Regions from separate parts of the Oryctolagus cuniculus genome. Here regions 2, 3 and 4 are each linked to region 1. The links are chromatin contacts, called in public Hi-C and Micro-C maps. All regions are on one chromosome and are shown on one strand. The core of a region is the stretch at or near the end of the contact, and the rest is flanking DNA. Distances in the headings are between cores, read along the strand shown.

What was found. A called contact is a pair of places that touch in the nucleus more often than the background predicts.
Region 2: a Micro-C map of ear pinna shows a contact between it and region 1, with 4 times the contacts expected there. The contact joins the enhancer-like site here to the promoter of HES1 in region 1. A contact is called at or near these places in 3 of 6 Hi-C or Micro-C datasets (ear pinna, psoas muscle and an unstated tissue).
Region 3: a contact with region 1 is called in a Micro-C map of ear pinna, with 2.8 times the contacts expected there. The contact joins the enhancer-like site here to the promoter of HES1 in region 1. A contact is called at or near these places in 4 of 6 Hi-C or Micro-C datasets (ear pinna, embryonic fibroblasts, psoas muscle and 1 more).
Region 4: a Hi-C map of psoas muscle shows a contact between it and region 1, with 4 times the contacts expected there. The contact joins the enhancer-like site here to the promoter of HES1 in region 1. A contact is called at or near these places in 5 of 6 Hi-C or Micro-C datasets (ear pinna, embryonic fibroblasts, psoas muscle and 2 more).

The regions. Positions count from the first base shown.
Region 1 is chr4:85,317,420-85,320,732 of mOryCun1.1, reverse strand. HES1 (hes family bHLH transcription factor 1) reads left to right here and starts at 1,602. Exons shown (of 4, transcript XM_002716517.5): 1 at 1,602-1,983; 2 at 2,113-2,208; 3 at 2,468-2,555; 4 at 3,259-3,313. The coding sequence starts at 1,876. It overlaps LOC103350485 (a long non-coding RNA gene), which reads right to left and starts at 588. Exons shown (of 4, transcript XR_518490.4): 1 at 462-588.
Region 2 is chr4:85,559,533-85,562,845 of mOryCun1.1, reverse strand. No RefSeq gene overlaps it. Among named protein-coding and RNA genes, the nearest start is that of HES1, 240 kb to the right of the region's middle. Within about 2 kb of position 1,630, at least 7 of the 8 cell types and tissues checked have an H3K27ac peak or open chromatin away from gene starts, as enhancers often do. A contact at or near this core is called in ear pinna, where this site is marked.
Region 3 is chr4:85,453,191-85,456,503 of mOryCun1.1, reverse strand. No RefSeq gene overlaps it. Among named protein-coding and RNA genes, the nearest start is that of HES1, 140 kb to the right of the region's middle. Within about 2 kb of position 1,848, at least 5 of the 8 cell types and tissues checked have an H3K27ac peak or open chromatin away from gene starts, as enhancers often do. A contact at or near this core is called in ear pinna, where this site is marked.
Region 4 is chr4:85,189,193-85,192,505 of mOryCun1.1, reverse strand. No RefSeq gene overlaps it. Among named protein-coding and RNA genes, the nearest start is that of CPN2, 74 kb to the right of the region's middle. Within about 2 kb of position 1,790, at least 4 of the 8 cell types and tissues checked have an H3K27ac peak or open chromatin away from gene starts, as enhancers often do. A contact at or near this core is called in ear pinna, where this site is marked.

The DNA of each region.
Region 1 (3,313 bases), core at 353-2,852:
GCAGGAGGCTGACCCGGCCGCTTCCTCACTGCGGTCAGGCATCTCGTGACCGCGGCGGGCGCCGGGGGCCCCGCGGGAGAGGGCGGGCGGGCGGGGGCGAGGAACGAGCCAGGTGCCCCCCCGCCCCCACCCCGGGGCTGCGGCGAGGGAAGTCTGGGGCCAAGTTAAAGCCCCGAGCCCGAAAAGCAGGGTGGGGGAGGGCTGGAACCATGCCCCGCTCTCCACCCTAGGGCGTGCGCTCCCCGCCCGGAAGGGCTGACCTTGGCCGGGGGAGGGGCGGGGGAGGGTAAGCGCCGGGGCTGGGCTCTCCGCCCGCCGCCCCCTCGGATTCCTGGCCCGGCGGGGCCCGGGGAGGGGGCCCCGGACACACACACACCCCACACGCAGCGCGCGCCAATGAGCCCGGGCCAGGCGCAGGGGGCGGGGTTTTCCCAGGCTCGAGCACAGCAGCTGCTATTTACCTTCTTGGCTTCTCCCGGGGACCAGGAACCGGCCCCCGCTCCCGGCCGCCCGCCGCCGCCTCCCGCCTCCCTGCCCCCGGGGCGCGCGCACACACACTCACACACGCACGCACACACACATCCTCCCGGCCCGGCCGCAGCCGCGGCGGCAATAAAACATCCTGGCACGTGCTCCGGCTCCAGGCGCGCCCTCGCCGGCCGGCTGATGTCAAACTGCAGCTCGGCTGGTGCAGCTCTTAAAGGGCCCGCGAGGGGAGAGGCAGCCTCGCCGCCCGCCTGCCTCGAGGTGCCGCCGCGCCGAGGGCCCGCGGGCGGAAAGGGAGAGGGTGCGGAGGAGCGCGCGCGCGTCCCGGAGCGGCGTTGCCATCAAAGCGCCCCTTGTTCGTTTGTCATTGGCGATTCCATTTCCTTTCTACCCAGTTGGAAATTTTTCTGATTGTTTCCTGGGGCAGCGTGGGGGTCCAGGGCCCCCAACACCAACAGAAGGAAAGAGGGACGGGGTGGTGAAGGTGGGGGGCGTCCAAGAACCACCTTGCCCTGAGAAGCCTGCAAATGAGAAGTGCAAGGTAATTTTATTTTTCCTTCTGGTGCATGCAAAAAGGAATTTGGGGGTGGGTGGGGTTATTTTTCTGCATTATCTACTTTTCACTCTCCTCAGTATACAGAAGCTCGGAGGGAAATCACTTAGATGTTTGGGTAATTCACACCCTTGCACGCTTATGCCGCTTTTAATCACTGATCATGTCTCTCTTTTTTTCTTTGGTCTATACCTTTCTGAAAATATATTTCCAATGAACTTCTTATTACAGTCAAAGCAGTTCTGTGACACATAGAAAAGAGAACAAAGAGCAAAGACATTGGCCCCTTAAAGAAAGAAACTAGTCTAAAACTAAAGCGGAAAAATCCTCTCGAAAGCAAAGCCCAGAGGGGAGAGTAGCAAAGGGTTAAAATTCCTTTGATTGACGTTGTAGCCTCCGGTGCCCTGGGCTCAGGCGCGCGCCATTGGCCGCCAGACCTTGTGCCTGGCGGCCAATGGGGGGGCGCGGTCCACGAGCGGTGCCGCGTGTCTCCTCCTCCCATTGGCTGAAAGTTACTGTGGGAAAGAAAGTTTGGGAAGTTTCACACGAGCCGTTCGCGTGCAGTCCCAGATATATATAGAGGCCGCCAGGGCCTGGGGATCACACAGGATCCGGAGCTGGTGCTGATAACAGCGGAATCCCCCGTCTACCTCTCTCCTTGGTCCTGGAATAGCGCTACCGATCACCCAGTAGCTGCAAAATAGAATAATAAACCCTCGGCACTTGCTCAGTAGTTTTGTGAAAGTCTCAAGAAAAAAGGGACATTAAAATATTATTTTTGGGCGAAGGTCTCCAAAAATAAAAATTCTCTAGGGATTAAAAAAAAAGGAAGGAAAATGCCAGCTGATATAATGGAGAAAAATTCCTCGTCCCCGGTGGCTGCTACCCCAGCCAGTGTCAACACGACACCGGATAAACCAAAGACAGCCTCTGAGCACAGGAAGGTAAGCGCAGTGCCTGTATCTCTAGCCCCAGGAACCAGGTCGGGGGTGGGGGCTCCTTTCCCTCCGGAAACCCCGGGGTGAAGCGGCAGATCCCAGGGGAACTCAGAGTTCTGTCTGATTTCTTTGCAGTCTTCAAAGCCAATCATGGAGAAAAGACGAAGAGCGAGAATAAATGAAAGCCTGAGCCAGCTGAAAACTCTGATTTTGGATGCTCTTAAGAAAGATGTAAGTGGGGGAGAATCCTGCTGCTTTTATTATTATTATTATTATTATTTATTAAGAAGTGCGAAGTACTGTTTCGGAGCCTCCGGGAATGAAATCCCCCTTGCCTGCGAGGCGAGGATCCTAGCCTAGCCCGGCAATGCTGCTTTCTCGCCGGGGTCCACGGCCGGGGAGGCGGGGGGCGGGAGGGCCCCAGCGATCCGAGGCAGCTGACGGGGGGCGGCGGGGGTCTCACTGCCCTGCCTTGCCCTCTGTTGTGCAGAGCTCGCGGCATTCCAAGCTGGAGAAGGCCGATATCCTGGAGATGACCGTGAAGCACCTCCGGAACCTGCAGCGCGCGCAGATGACCGGTGAGGGCGCGGTGAGGGCGGCTCGCGCGTCCCCCTCGGCGGGCGGCCCTCGCACCCGGCGGTGATTCCTTCCAGACTTCCGCCCGCGGTTGTGAGCGGCATTGAGCTACATTTTACTGCCTTGGCTCACGCTCGCGTTCCCACGGTCTGGGTCTTATTTATAGCCGCAACTCCAAGTTGTTACTGTTCCGGAAAGGGAGGGAGAGAGGTGGTAGCCGCGAGGGTGGCGGGCGGCTTGGCTGCGGGGGAAGCGGGCTGGGGCTAAAGGACTGGGAGCCGTGGCGGTTTGGAGCTGTGTGCAGCCTGGGGGTGGAGTGGGGGGGGGGGTCATCTGGTTTAGCGCACTGCTCTCCTCCCCCGCTCCAGAAGGGGAAACCGGCGCGGTTGGTGGATTGAGGGTGGGGGCCGAGTCCCAAGGTCACAGCGCGCGCGGGGCTGGGCCTGAGAGCAGTTTAAATGGAGCGACAGGGAATGGGAAGGCGGTGTCTCGGCTCGGATTGCCACGCTGGTGTGGCGGTGGCGGTGGTGGTGGCGGCTGGTTCCCCTAGAGCCAACCCCCTCCGCCCCTCCCCGCGCCCCAGCCGCAGGCGGTCCGGCGGGCGCGTGGTCGGGGAGGCGCGCCGCAGGGACCTCCCAGGGCGGGAGGCAATGGCCCCGGGGCCAGGGCCGTTCGGTGACCCGTCTGCCTCCTTCTGGCCTACAGCCGCGCTGAGCACAGATCCGAGCGTACTGGGGAAATACCGCGCCGGCTTCAGCGA
Region 2 (3,313 bases), core at 381-2,880, 240 kb before region 1:
AAGGCAGTGCTTACCATGCTCCCAGTGGGTCCCCTGACGAGTCTGGGTGCTCCTGATGGCAAGAACCATGCCTCATTCAACCTCACGGTGTGTGACACCCACTGGACCCTTGGGACTCGTGGAACAAAGGAAGATCTGGGTTCTTTCTCTCCACTTACTCCTTGTGGGACCCTGAGCAAGAGTCCCAATCCTCCAGGCTTAGGATGCCCATCTCTAAAGCTTGGAAGTTTTGCAAATCCTAAAGAACTGCAAGAGTGAGTGTGTGTGTGTGTGTGTATGCGCGCGCACACACACATGCGTACATGCTGGGGGGTGGGTGGAGTTGGTTCTGCATGCTCCATGCACTGTTCTCAGGGACAGCCTGCTGACCAGCCACAGATCTCACCTGTCCATGCATGCTTTTGCGATCTGGATCTTGGTTTGGTTTTGACCCTACCTCCTGGTGCTAGGTACACGCTCCCATGCCTGTGTGGGTCACCCCTCAGTCTAGGGCAGTAACCTCACCACAACACCTGCAAGGGAGATGCCTAAAGATTGTGAAAGGAAGGACAGATTTAAAACCATTTTCTTAGGCTTCCGGTGGGGCTTGTCTCTGTCCCACCAGGAGGCAGCGGCACGTGAAGCTGTTTCCTTTCCCCAGCGCTCAGTTCGTTCACCACCACCTCGTGTCACCAGGCAGGTGTCTCAGCGCCATGTCATGGCTTCGCATGGGTTGCCGGAGGAGCACAGGGGAGAAGCTTCCTGCTGAAGATGACTCCTCAGCAGAGTTCTAAAGGAATGCATCTCATCAGACACCTTCAGGCAGTCAAGGAGAGTTTTCCTGGCAGCGGGCAAGGCTCGCGCAGAAGCTGGGTGCAAGCAAGGGCATGGTGTGTGTGCTTCGGGAAGAATAGGCCATCCAGGGTGGCAGAGTGTGTGCACAAGGACAAGTGTCAGGGTGTGTGGACGGCCGGCCAGCCCAGGGGCTCTTAGGAGACACAGCTTGCGACCTGCTCTTATGGATGCCTGCAATTTCACTTAGACCTTGCCGAAGGGCAGGCACTTAACTGCATTAGACGGCTGTCCGGGCTCCCTGTCCCGTATCCACCTGCCCCTTCCTATTCATCGGATGTCTCCAGGATCACTGCCTTAAGCCCCTAACCTTGGCCCAGGAGCCCCTGCTCTGAACCAGGCTTCCAAGCGTGGACAGGTTCTCATGAGGCTGGCTAGGCATTTCAGCTGGGTCCCAAGGACCGCTCGGACACCTGCTGCGCTCGCTCCCTGAGTCCCCAAGCCCTTCCTCGCGCGGTTACTTTTTGCTGTTGGTGAAGAAGTGCTGGTTAGGGCAGCGCGTGCTGCCCTCCGCGGACGCTTTGTTTCTCGCAGTCCCGGAGCCAGATGCTGCCTTTGGGAAGCCCAAGGCGTGGGCTCCATCGCGTGCGTGCTGGGCGCCTCCACATGAAAGGTGCCGGCGGCGGCGGCCGTTGGAGGAGCCGTCCTCTTCCCCAGCAGCGGTGGCGGCGGCGACAAGGCTGCCCGAGCGGCTCCCACCCCCGGCGCCCCCGGAGACAACACGCTCCGGAGCCACACAAAGGAAATGGCAAGAGAGTGAGTCACCCAGAGGCTGGTCGGCTGCGTGAGCAGCAGGCCCACAACAGGACCTTTGTGCTGTGCGCAGGACCTGAACGGCTGGAGGGAGGCAAGCATTTCAGGACGCTGAGTAATGCGAGCAGGGGCGGAGCCTCGGGCAGGAAGCAGGAGCGACTACTGGGTCTCTGCTGGTTGCCAAGCCCCGTGGGGGCGGCGCGCGGGGGGGGGGGGGGGGGGGGCGTCTGTTGCCACTTGGAGGGAGCTCTCCCCCTCCAGTCTTGTCACACTGCTGGTCGCCTCTGGGTCCCGTCTTGCAGGGAGGGTCCCTGACCTGGCGTGAGGGCCCTGGGACCTGGGGCATGTTCTGTTCCAGTATGGGAAAGGTGCTAAAAGTGTGTGTGTGGCTGGCTGCTTGGCTGGGGTGATTTATTGCGGCAGTGCTGCAGGTGGTGCCCTAGCCCAACGCCCTTGTGTCACCAAGGGGGAAATGGAGACCTGAGACAGGAGGGCCTCGTGCCAGGCCCCACAGAGACTGGTGTGCCACGGTGCCACGCTCCTGGGCCTGCTGCCCTCTGCTGAGTCGCTGTTGTGTGGTTCAGGGAACACCCCAAGGGCATAACTGGCACGCGGGGAAGGATCAGGATGGGGGGAATGCACAGGGACGCCTAACACAAGCCCTGCAGGAAGCCTAGGCTGGGGCTTATGGGAGGGGGAGGGAGAGAAACCAGGGCAGCAGCAGGCAGGACTCCAGGTCTGGGGGTGAGCACACTCTCCCGGCCAAGATAGGTCATAGAGATTGCATCAAGTGGGGAAAGAGCTGGCCTTTGTTAGGTGCCTGGTGTCTGGCAGGCATGGGTACTTAATCCTTTACTCAACCTGGAGGGAGCTACACTTCCCGATAAAGAACGTCATTGGGACCCGTGCTCTCTGGGACATTTAGATGCCAGCTCTCGTGGGGACTTAGCGTGGTGGCAGCTCAGTGGGCTCATCAGAATGCAGGAGTGGTTCTCAGCCTGAGGACCCGGAACCCCAGTGCTGCCCGTGCTCTCGCAGGCTGTGAGCCTGTCAGAACCAACGCGGGTCAACTTGCCCCCAAGGAGTTCCACACCAGGGACCAACAGACAGTGCCACAGGACCATGTGAGATTTTCTTGAAGCTGGGTCCTGCAAGGCAAGGTTCCCTGGGGTGTGGAAGATCAGTCAGAGGGTTAGGGCCATCCCTGGGAACTCTGATCATGTGTGAGCCCCGCTAATACCATACGCATGTGCATGTGTGCGTCAGAGCCCCTGGATGGGTTGCTGTCCAGGGCAAGTGCACTGCTGTGGCTTGTCTGCTTGGTGTCCCGTTCTCTAACTCCTGTGTTACCCATACTCACCCTCTCCTCAGCTAGAAGCATCTGCCCTCAGCTAAAAGCAGTTGTTCAGACGAGCTGCCGCAACCACACACCGAGAGCCACACCCAGGACTCACTGATGAGAGGCGGCCGGTCCACCGGTCTCCGGCCTCCCCTCGCCCAGAGCATTGCTCAGGACAGGTGCTGTCCGTACGCGCCTGGAATCATTCCCTACCTCTGATGTTTTCCAGTACCAAACAGAAACTGCCTTTACTGCAAGGAGCAAGGTACTGGGCTGCCATCCTCCAAACTCTCTTCGCTACCCAGAGTTTCAAGGTAAGGAGTCTAGAGGAAGTTCAGTGGCTTGTCCCCCGCCACATGGCACCAAGGTTCAGTCCTGTACACTTACCCA
Region 3 (3,313 bases), core at 599-3,098, 140 kb before region 1:
AGAGCTACAAATAATAAACTTTTCACCCCAAGAAGGAAAGGAACACATACCCCATAAAAGCTCACATAGAAGTTTAGAAGCTTCCTGGTCCCTGAAACCCATTCACTCCTCTCCCCTGGAGCCTATGAAACACAGGTCAAGAAATTTTGCTTCAAAAATTTGCCTCCTCTGAGTTTTATTATTATTATTATTATTATGAATAATTTCACGCATAGAGAAAAATTGAGAGAACCAAGCAATGAGCATCCATACAACTTCCACTTAGACTTAGCAATTCTTCTTAATATTTTCATAATATTGGGTTCCTCTTAGTGTCTATTGCTAAAACACTTGAAAACAGCAGACATCATAATATCATCCATAAATACTTCAGCATGTACTCCTAAAAATAGACATTCTTTATTACAACAAGCAAGTTACACCCTGTTAACAATATTTCGATAACATCTATTATCAAGGCATTTTAAACTGAATAAACATTCATGAGGAAGGTGAAGTCCCAGAAGAGTGTTAAGCCCTACAAATTATGTTCTGCAAAATTTGCACAAATGTTGTTTCAGAGAGAGAATTGAGCAAAGCTTTTCTGTCTCGTCTCTCTTCTGTCTTGGAGCAGCAGCTGCCTTCTCCAACCACACCAAGGGCCAAGACAGACCACTGACTCAAGGCCTCGGAGCAAATGAGACATGTGTGTGGCAGCCGCTGTGGCCCACGGTGTCCCTGCCGGGGTACCGGTGCTGTGACCTGGGGCCGCAGACACGCCCCACTGGACTCTGTGAGGATGACACAAACGGCTGCTCTGCTGCTTCTACCACAGAGAAAGCCAATGACCCACTGAACAGCATCCAACTCTCACCTCGAGCGATAAATCCATCACAAATCTTACAATTTATGACCCAGCCATCTTTCATTTCTCTGCCAATTCCCTCAAACCTCAAGACAACCAACAGACTCGGCGGAACTCTGCCAGACCCCACGCACCTGGCTGGACCGGTATTCAGGCCCTGTCCTCAGACCCTACCCGTGTTTTCAACTTTCTGGAATGATTTCTAGATGCCAAGGAATTATAGAGTTCAAAGGTGAGGAAAGGCACTGTGTCTTTCCCACCACCGTCCCCACATCAACTCCCAGCACAAACTCTTTGAAGATCCCCTGGCCCTTGGAACAGAGCTCTGCCGGGAACATTCTTTTGACACTGTTGTTTATCTACTCCTCTGCCCCACAACACTGAACTTCCTGAGAACCTCAGCCCTGGCCTTTTCAACTTTGTATCCTTGACTGAGTGGACGGGTTGAACGATGGTCTGGAAAAAGGTATGTCCAAGACCTAACCTCCCGTACATGTGAATGTGACCTATCTGGGGTGGGGGGAAATGGTCTTTACATATGTGATTAAGTGGCGGATCTCCAGATGCTATCAACCTGAGGATCAGGTTATTCTGGGTTACTAAATCCCACGGCAGAAGACACACAAAGGAGAACATCAGAGAGGAGGCGAAGGCTGGAGAGACGCAGTCGTAGCCAAAGGATGCCTGGAACCAGAGGGGACCAGGAAGGAGTCTCTTGGAGCCTTGGCATGGCGTGCAGCCCCGCCCAGCACCCTGATGTCAGAGTTCAGATGGCTGAAGCTGGGAGGGGAATACATTCCTGTTGTTTCAACCCACCAATTCGTGGTAATTTCTTAGCGCTATCCTCGAAAACCAACGTGCCCTAATCACACAGTCCCCGATACGTGGCTGGAGCAAAGCGCATCTGTTGAACTGGAGAACGGAAAGGCCTACGGGTGTGGCTGTGTATCTTTTTCATATTCCACAGCCAGGAAAGCATCTCCGAAGGCCACCGGACTCTGGCTAACAAATACGTAAGCCTTGTGATCCTGGCATGAACTGAACAATCTGTTCCTTTTAATGAGGTGTTTGAACCTCATTCTGAATGCATTGTTCTGCCCTCCTTGGTTTTACTGTAAGTGACTGAGCTGACTTCTGATGCCGTGCCAGCACACAATAAACCACGGGCCTCCTTCTCTGGGGCTGCCGAGGGCAGGAACTCCCCTCCCTGGGCAGTTCTTTCAGGCGAGGGTGGGAGCAGGCTCTCTTGTGCCAGCGGCATCCTGATTATGATTCAGGATGTACGGCCAAAGGCAAACAGTTCCTCTTCCAATTCAGTCACAGGGGAAGCAGCCAAGGCCCCAGGAGGAGCAGCCTGGTTCCCTTCGTGTGTGCGGCACCGGCTCCTGGGCAGCCGGCGAGGGAGGACGCCCTATCTCAGGCGTTAGCAGGACTGTGCTTCCAGTGCTATTCCAGAAACGTCTGCACTTGTTGCAAGCAAGCAGGCTTCCAATCCAGGCCAGCCACCACCGCGACAGTGGAAGTTATCTGCAGGCTAAAAGGACAAAGGTGAACCAGAATTAAGATACCTATTTTTATCTCTTCACGGTGGAAAAAATTCTGTGTGCAGCTCCCATGCCTTTGCCTGTGGCTACCAAGGGCCCAGAGGGCGACCCCAGGGGGCCTTCTGTCCTGCTGACTCATGCTATGACTCGAGCAGTGATGATTTTTTTTTTCCACTGCACCAGGCATGCCCCACTAGTAGACTAAGAAATCAGTTTCGTGAGCAGCAGCAGCACTTCTGCTAACGTGAACAGAATAGCAAGTATCTGAGTGCACTACGTGTGTCCTACGGGGCAGCACCGCCCCATGGAACTGCACTTTAGTCTTCCATACGTGTGTGACATGCCATTGGTACCTGCGCTGTCAATCATGACCCAAAAAGATAGGGATAGAGACTCTGCAGCCCCTCGCCTTCAGCCCCGCTCTAGAGAGCACCTTTTGTACTTAGGATGGGAAACCCAATGACCAGGATGAAGTCACCCCACACCTGTGACAGGGGTTAGTGCAGGAAACCACGCCTGAGGCTCGTGCTCCTGACCCTCGGGCCCTTGTTTCTAAACCTTGGAAGAGTTCCCTGCACTTCACCCCCCGCTACTTGGGGCCGCTCTCCCACCTCTGCAGCCCTGGAGGCCCCACGGCCCCTGACAACTACCCCAGAACAGTCCAGCGTCTCACTGCCATCTTCCTGTCTCTCTGTGTCCAGTGTCCCATTTCCCCTGCCCCCTTTTGGCAGGTAACAGTCCCTCTGGCCTCCTTCAAGGGCTCCATCTGATCCATCAGCTTGTGGACTGTCCCAGCCTCTCCTACTGCAAGCCCTGCGCCCTGAAGGACCTGCCTGAAGCAGCTGCTATGGGCTTCCCAATCGCACACAGTTAAAGACTCTAACTAGAGCTTTCTTTCTGGTCCCACGAAATTAAGACCTACACG
Region 4 (3,313 bases), core at 541-3,040, 130 kb after region 1:
GGATCAGTGCTCCACCCTTCCTCTGCTCTCTCCTTATCATCGGGGAGCTACTCCCGCAAGCTGCACATGCCAGTGTCCCAGTCCCCCACTGCCAGGAGCCGTAGGAAGGAGGAGGGGAGAAACCAGCACCTCCATCCCCTACCTCTCCCCTGATTTGGTGGCATCTCTGCAGGTTGCAACTCCTGCCCAGACCTTCCCTGTGGCTCGAGGTCTCACGGGGTGGGAGTGGGGGAGGGGCTGGAAACGGCACCCCCTGCCTTTGACCTGCAGCCTAGGAATGGAGGCACCTCCCTGCACTGGCACAATCTGGGTGACTCCCCCGCTGGTGGCGCATCCACCTCTCCCGGCTTTACCAGCACTGTCCCCCACCCACCCACCCCGCCACTGAGGCTTCTGGAATGGGTTGTTTCCTGGGGGGCCTCCCACTATTCCTGTGGCTGTGTGAGCTTGCTGAGACCCAGCCCGGAGAGGGTAACCTGATGCATATATGAACAGCTCTGTCTCAACCACCTTAAGGAGGGACGAGGAGGCAGGCCAGGCCAGGGGGCTGCAGAAGGGAGGACAGGGTCTGTGTTTGGAAACAAGGAGAAAACCCGTGGCTCTCTGTGGGAGCCAAGGGACCCAGACCAGCCCCGGCTGTCTTCCCTGCCCCCACTCAGCTGTGCAGGCCCTGCCAGCTCGGGCACGCTTCCAGGCTGATTCGGAATCAGTGCTTCCCACGTCCACGGGTCAGACCCTGTGACTCAGCCTCTCAGGGCTCTGAGCAGGACAGAAGAGGAGGGCTCCCTCGGTGACGTCAGTGAGGGAAGCAGATGCCTTTCATCCCGCGCCCAAACCTGGTGCAGCTGCGATGTGTGGAGGGGGAGGGTTGCAGACTCTGTCCTGACTCCCGCACCACTGCGGGGACCAACGAGGCAGTCCGTCTCGTCTGTGAACCTGACTCACAAGCACAGGAACAGCACGTGGGAGAGAGCCGAGACACGCCTCAGCTGTCCGGCTCATGCGGCCCCACTACGTGCTCTCTACAGAGCTCAGCACTGTCACGGATTTCATCCATCTGTAATGGGAGAGAAAGCCCAAAAATGCAGCAGGCCCCACTCAGCAGCTCCTTGTTGGAGAGCTGCCAGGCGCCGGGCCAGCTGCAGAGGTGAGCGAGCATTGGTCCCCGCCTCCCAGGAAAGGGAGAAGCTTAACAGGGCAGCAGCAGCCGCCAGATCTGCCAGGGTTTGAATCCAGACTTCAACAAGGGAGTATTTATGTGATCCTGCCCCCCACCCCCACCCCCCCGCCAACGCCCCCGCCGCAGCAGCCTCCTCTGTGAAATGGGCAGAGTAAGAAGCCTCTCGTCTCCTTGAGCTGTTGAAGAATCCCTGCAGGGAACAAGCCTAGCACACGGTGCTCGGCCTTGGAGAAGAGTCTTGGACACCTGCGAACTTTTTAAAATCGAAAACCCAAGGCTCCCTGCAGGCACGCTGTGGGTCGGGAGCAGTTCTGAAAGTTGTCCACTCCTTTAGTCCACGCGGGAGTCCGTCCCAAAGCCTCGGACCCCACAGCCGTTCCCACTGGAAATCTCCAGCCACCTGACCTCAAAGGTATCCCACACGGCCTCGGTGGCCTCGGTGCCTGGACAGCCCCCGGCGGATGTGCGGCCCCGGCCCCGGGGGCTTGGAGAGCTTCCGGGACTGGCCGGGTCACACTGCGGCTGGCCGCGTCTGGCAGCTCCACCCTTCCTGGCAGCCAGGCCTCCTCCTCGGCCTCTGAGAGTCTGCCAGCGCCCCGGGAGGGAGAGCAGCAGCAAGGCCCCGCCGGGTCGGGGAGGGCGGGAGGCGGGGAGCAGGCTCCGGCCGGCGGAGCGCGCCTCTGGAAGTGCCACGCGCTCCACCTAGCGGGGACGGATCCAGGCGGGTCCCAAGCGGCTGCCAGGCTCCCGGCACTTGGGCCAGGCTCCTCAGGCAGCACGCAGCTGTTCAAAGGCGTCTCACACCAACGCCCACGACGACTTGAGGATTTTTCAGGGGACACGCTTTCAACACCCATTTCACAGATGAGAACTTTGAGCCCGTCTCCGGCAAGCAGTCCGTGGCAGAGCTGGAACCAGAAACCTGGTCTTTGCATTCTGCTTCCCCGAGCTATTTCTCAGCACGTGGCACACACACTTGGCAAGGAGAGGGGCAAAAGGGCCGCTGCTGGCCGGTGGCCCACTCCTCGGCCCTGAGGCCAACAATACGGCGCAGGGCGGCCGGGGGACGGCTCTTGTTGCGCACCCATTGGCGGGAACCTACGCGCGCGCCTGTCAGAAGCGATTGACTGACACCGCATCCTGCCCTTTCAACCCTGCCCCCATCTCAGGGTCAGCCTCCCTCCGGGCAGCAGGCCTGACCCCACCGCCCTGCGGGAGAGAGGCCTTTCTGTCCATCGTGGCCGGATCGAGGGCTCACAAAGTCTCCCCGGGCGGCGCAAACCCTCCGGCAGCGTAGGGCGCGCTGCTGCGCCCGCGGGGGAGCGGACCCCTGACACCCGCGCCCTGGCAGAGACCCACGGCGGGAGGCCATTTGGGGGCCACTCACTCATCCAGGCGGGGAGGCGACCCTTGCCCTGTCTTCTCAGGAAAACAAAGTCGCTCCTATGAGCTCTACGGAGACCGCCTCCTGCCCTGAACACGGCTGCAGGCGTCGCCGCAGAGGCCCCCCGGCGGCCCGCGGGGGCGGAAGGCGGCCGCCTGGAGCTGCCGGGCAGAGCAGGCGGGCGGTGCTCTGTGTTGTCCGGGAAGGCAGCCAGTCCTCGTGCCTAGGCTTTCCAGCCGCTGAGGAGCCCGCCAAGCAGGGCCCCCCACCTGCCGGGCTGGGCGGGCACACCCAATCACATAGACACGAGTTGCTGGGTAGTGTTGCCATCCGTGGAGCACCGCCCGTCAGTCCTCTCAGCCCGCTGGGCCTCGGCTTCCCCAGCTGACCCTTGGGGGCTGTCACTTTGCCGTGCCCACCTCCGTGGATGCTGGCGCCTTGGAACTTTGAGAAAGAGAAGCAGCAGGGGCCAGTACTTCCCTGAGGATGGCTGCTTGTTCTTTTAGGACTTAGTTATCTGCAAGGTGGAGTGACAGAGAGAGATATCTTCCATCTGCTTCTTCATTTCCAAATGGCCGCAGCAGCTAGGGCTGCGCCAAGCCAAACCCAGGAGCCAGGATCTCCATTTGGATCTCCTATGTGAGTGGCAGGAGCCCAATTTGGGCCATCATCTGCTGTCTCCCAGGCACAAGCATAGGGAGCTGGACAAGATGGGATTGGCTCTCCAGGCATGCTGATATGGGATGCTG